Regions from separate parts of the Zea mays genome. Here region 2 is linked to region 1. Evidence: chromatin contacts called from public Hi-C data. All regions are on one chromosome and are shown on one strand. Each heading gives the region's core, a stretch centred on a gene start, on an enhancer-like site or on the middle of the called end of the contact. The rest is flanking DNA. Distances are from core to core; before and after follow the strand shown. Region 1 holds the start of LOC100274509. Region 2 holds the start of LOC100283618.

What was found. A called contact is a pair of places that touch in the nucleus more often than the background predicts.
Region 2: a contact with region 1 is called in a Hi-C map of leaf, with 7 times the contacts expected there. The contact joins the promoter of LOC100283618 here to the promoter of LOC100274509 in region 1. A contact is called at or near these places in 3 of 25 Hi-C or Micro-C datasets (bundle sheath and leaf).

The regions. Positions count from the first base shown.
Region 1 is chr5:84,193,227-84,195,841 of Zm-B73-REFERENCE-NAM-5.0, forward strand. It overlaps LOC100274509, which reads left to right and starts at 1,316. Exons shown (of 3, transcript NM_001148867.1): 1 at 1,316-1,851; 2 at 1,934-2,095; 3 at 2,201-2,615. The coding sequence starts at 1,351. The coding sequence ends at 2,566.
Region 2 is chr5:84,478,140-84,480,754 of Zm-B73-REFERENCE-NAM-5.0, forward strand. It overlaps LOC100283618, which reads right to left and starts at 1,295. Exons shown (of 4, transcript NM_001371955.1): 1 at 1,215-1,295. It overlaps LOC100272533 (pyridine nucleotide-disulfide oxidoreductase domain-containing protein 2), which reads right to left. Exons shown (of 16, transcript XM_020538433.2): 15 at 2,497-2,563; 16 at 1,998-2,394. The coding sequence ends at 2,226.

The DNA of each region.
Region 1 (2,615 bases), core at 66-2,565:
GTTTACTATCGCGTCGTTCCCAATTCCGATTAAGCGGTCTAGCTATCTTCATTCCTTTATCTCTAACTACATCGCGGTGTGATATCCTCGACGACAAAATCGATTCCTAATTTCCTATAAATTTTCTACACAAATTGCATGAAATCTTCTGCGCTCCAAAAAGGCCCTCAATCATCTTCGACGACTGTTTTGGCCGTCCTTTTTTCTCTACACAAGTTACGCCGTTACGCGTAAGTCATAAAGAGCTACCAAAGGCATTACAGACACAGTAAATTTCAGCCAAAAAACAAACAGGAGCACTATAGAAGGGAAGGAGTATTTCTTGCCACCGCAGAAGTAGCAGGTATTTGATTCGTTGCCTAAAACTAGCAGCATTTTATTATTTGCTTTGTTCGGTCAGAGGAAGAGCGAAAAAGTGGAGGGGGTTGAGAAATGAGGAGGGTGGTGTGGGCTCTTGTGGTGTGCGTGAAAACGTCGCAGCCGGCGACCCGGCGAAAAGCAACGTCGCAGCCCACCACAAGGCGCAGGGCAAACGCAACGCAAAGGGGTCCGTCCGACGCGAGCGGCCGGAGGAGCGCGAGCCGGGTGACCCGCGCAGCGCACCACCCACCAACAGCCAGCCACAACGCAACACGGCACGCACGGCGCAGGGAGACAGACAGAGAGAGCGGGGTGGGGGGAAACCCGAAGCGAGGCACAAGAAGAGGCCACCGCAGCGGGCGGGCGGCCAGGCGGCGAGCGAGACACCTCCACACGTCTCTCCCCCTTCCGTTTCCTCCCGTCCCTGCTCACACCTCTGTAGCTGCGCCCGACCGAACCCCTCCTACCCCGGAATCCTCCCCCCGATGCGGCGCCGATAAGGGGGCGAGACCGGCGGAAGAGCGGGGAATGGCGGGGCGCGGCGAGAAGCGGCGCCGGACAGGAGGGGCCCACGAGGAGCCCGAGGAGGAGGACCGCATCTCGGACCTTCCCGACGTGCTGCGCCTGCAGATTCTGAGCCTGCTGCCGCTCAAATCGGCCATCCGCACCGGCGCGCTCTCCTCGCGCTGGCGCCGCCTCTGGGCGTACCGCTGGCCGGAGCCGTCCTCGGTGAGCATCCGCCTCCCGCCGGGCGGCGGCGCCGCCGCCGCCGCGGCGACCGCGGCCGCGCTCGCGGTGATCGACCGCCGCGGGCGGCGCCGCGTCGACGGCTTCTCGCTCGCCTTCCACGGCGGGCAGCTCGCGCAGGCGGACCTCAAGCGCTGCGTCGACTACGCGGCGGCGTGCGAGGCCGAGGACCTGCACCTCCGCGTAGACGGCGGCGCGGGCGCCGGCGGCCGCGGCTCGCGCGGCGGCACGCGCCGCCCGGGCATGCTCACCCTGCAGTTCCCCATGGGGTCCCCGCTGCTCGTGCGCCTGTCGGTGCGCGGGCTCAACCTCACGGCCGTCAACAACGCCATGGTCGCCACGCTCGAGGTCGTCCACCTCCACTCCGTCTTCCTCACCGACGCCGCGCTGCGCCGGATGGTCGCCGCCTGTCCCCGCCTCCGGGACCTTGACCTCCGCTACTGCCGCCGCCTGCGCCGCGTCGACTTCACCAACGTCGGCGTGCCCAACCTCAGGAGCTTCACCGTCGTCGACTGCTCCCGTACCACCGAGCTGCGGGTCCCCGTGGCTCCCCGCCTCCGGTCCTTCCGCTTCAGCGGCGCCTTCCTCTCCAGCAACATCCTATCCGGCGCCAAGGCCTCTCTCGAGCATCTCTACCTCTGCTCCGGCGGGCCAGAGACCGGCCTTCCAGTCACCAACTTGCCCTACGCAGTTCCTCGCCTGTCGAACCTCACTGTCCTCACCCTCTGCAGCATTGCTCTCCAGGTTTTTGCTCAGGCGTTTGCGCCATTTCCTTCCGGCCCATTTCACCGCCTCTACGCTTATACTTGTTCGCCTTGCCTTGCAGTATGTTTCTTCTTTCACAGCCAAGGATGTAATGGAGAGCAACCTACATGGCTTGAGGGAGCTTCATTTGCTCATGTTCGGGATGGCCAACTCCAACCTTGCTGACATCTATAGCTTCCTCAAGACCTGCCCGTGTCCTCAGTTAGAGCGCCTCTTTGTGCAGGTCTCTGTTTTTCTTCTTCTTATCTTCTTGAAAAACTGCATTCGATTGCTTTGTTTGTTTATGGGTATCTGATCTGTTTCTCAACATGCTCCACTGAACATGCAGCTCCCGACAAACACCGGTGATGCATTCACGGAGAACTTCTTGAAGGTGGAGGAGGAGGACCCGCCAAAAGGTGGATTAGAAAACCTTCGCTTAGCCAAGCTGACAAATTTCAAGGGGCACCGTAATGAGATGCAGCTAGTAGCATTTCTGCTTAGACAGTCTAGTAGTCTGAAGAAACTATTTCTGATTGCTCCCAAGGAGGATCACCCTCAAGGACTGCGCAAGGTTCATTCAGATATGCTGCCTGATTTTCTTAAAAAAGAAATATCGCATCTGGAAAGAGCTTCAGCAAATACCCAGATATTTTTCGGCGAGCCTGATGCTCAGACCCACCCGTTGCATTCGGAGGTCTTTGTCAGGTTTTAGCTTGAAATGAGCAAAAGCTGTTGTAGCCCAATTCCTGCTCATATAGATT
Region 2 (2,615 bases), core at 45-2,544, 280 kb after region 1:
TCAATATGATTAGTAAAAAAACATTAGGTTTGGATTCAGCCAAATTAAGTCTGACCAAATTCATAGAAAATATGATAAATATTTACTGCATTCATTTTAGGTCCTAAGTATTTAACTAGTCTCAAAATGAGTTTGTCAGAACCTAAAGCAAACATTCAGTACAAAGATGTAGGTGCGACGAACACTAGTAAACAAAATTTAAAAGCTAGCCAATTTAGTAACATTAACTGACATAACAAAAAAACAACATTATTCAGCACATATTTTTAAATTCAAACATCACATTTATTCATCATTTGCTGCCACACTGTAGTTTTGGGTAGGGTAGAAGACAACCGGTCCACGAAACAAACTTAGTCACGACAGACAATACAAATACTTCAAAGACGGTATCATACATGGCAGTCAAGGTCTTCACAAAGATCTGCATTACCATTGCCACCCCTCAGGCGGAGCACCAGGTGGAGGGTGCTCTCCTTCTGGATGTTAAAAAAACGACAGAACTAGGATCTCTTAGATACGATCAGAATCTAGATGAAATTACACCACTGAATTGGTAAGACATGAAAAGAAAGAATTTCTAATCCATTAAAAACACTCAAATACCAAAATGAACAGATTCGGTTAAATTTCACAAAGGCTAAAGGTTAAAAAAAAGTAGCCCCAATCACAATGGTAAATTTATGGTTTCTTGGCAATTTAAAGAAGTGAAGTAATCTTGCAATATATTTTCAACGTCTAATTAGATCGGAGAACCCTTCCAATTGACCAATTAAGAAGTTAAGCTCGTTGTCTTTTTATTTTACCAGAATTAGAGCCAGGCTCTATCCATTTATTCACTAGAGCCAGAATTCAGATTTTTTTTATTAAAAATAAATTGATTTTATTACGACATGGTTTTTTCCCCATTTATTACACGCATCTAGGAACACCAAACCAGATCAATACATGACTGTGCATCAGAAATTTAATTAAAAGAAAAGAAAACGACAGGCAGATCAAACCCTACGCAACGAGCCGATGGAATCATTACAACGACGAGACCCAACTCTGCGCCGCCTACAAGCGCCCCACAGTTCCCAGGTCGAGTACTCAGAGCACCCATAGCAAATCGTCAGATCGACCCGATGACTCAAAAGTCCCCATAACCTATAACAAATCATTATACCTAGAGGAGAAGGGAAAGCGGGAGGATGATCGCCGATTCGCCGTACCTTGAAGGAAGGAAGGGGGGGATCGTCGAGATTCGCGTGAAGAAGGATCGGGATCGGGATCGCGGGCTGTCTCCGCGTGCGCCGAACAACACGAGAAGATGGAGTAGGGTGGGGTATTTATTGAGGACGTGAACGGCAGCGGGAGGGGAAGGAGAAATCCTAGTGCCGTGTGGACGAGATCAGCCCTCGGCTCGGCTCCGCCACGCCAAGCGCGGAGCTTTCGAGAGCAGCCGAGAGAGATGCCCGTTCAATGCTTCGCGTCAACGTCACGACCACATGCTTTCGCTGCCACGCTGGTGATTGGATGCCGTTAGTTGATCGGTGAACGCCACGCCGTTAGTACCTCTATGCTTTGCTTGCTAAGTGCTAACTGAAGGATGTTGGGGCTGCCGCTTGGAAGATTTTTTTCTCCAAAGCTTTTTTTTCAGTGAGGGTTCCACTTAAATTTTATCTTTATTAAACATATTTGAATATAACTAATGCAAATGTACTAACTCCGTTCTCGAATATTTGCGATTCGCTAGTTTATTTTTGAATTAAAATGCGACAATAAAAAAAGAATGGATGGAGTGTTATTTTTGAGAGGGTAACTGCTAGAAAATTTCAACTTGAGCAGTCCACGTGGCATGATTCTTTCTATAGCATGTGCGTTGGCTTAATCACCTAATTATGATGATGACAATAGCCCATGCTCAGCTTGTTCATTTTGTCTTATGATGGTTCATGTCCAACGAGCGGCCATTGGTTGTTTCATCACAAAATAAGCCCATAGGGCCTTTGTGGTTCAAAGAGATGGGTCCACATTTTACCACAGTTCCAATTTCCCGCCGGACAGGGACAGAAATGTTAGTGAGGATTTGTTACACGAGTCTTCACATGATATAAGTTCTCCGACTATGGATTGCGACAATAATTCTCCAAAAAGGAAAAGAAAAGAAAGGCACTAAAACAGCACCATGGCATCAAAGATTTTCTCCTGATGATAAAAATGCCATCTTGGTTTCCAGCGAGCTACACTACACCTACTTTGTCTTCACGTGGTCCTCCAAAACAACGGCGGCGGCGTTGCGTCCTGGCGCGCCCATCACCCCGCCACCTGGGTGTGCGCCACTCCCGCAGAGGTACAGCCCCTTCACAGGAGTTCTGTAATCCGACCTGTGCGCTCCAAAGCGCAGACATGCTAGTAGTCATGACCCCAGAGCCACGGATTCCTCCGACATGGAAAGCTTCAAAGATCGGCAAAAGGAGGAAAAAAGGATCAATGCAATAGGGCAAACATTACCATCCCTTGGCAGGCCTCATGAGGAAGAGAGAATCCAAGCCCATTGCGCCGTGGAAAATGTTTCCCCCTGTGAAATGTGAACCGTGTTTTTCTTAGCGCGCTAAGCTCTTCAACAGGTA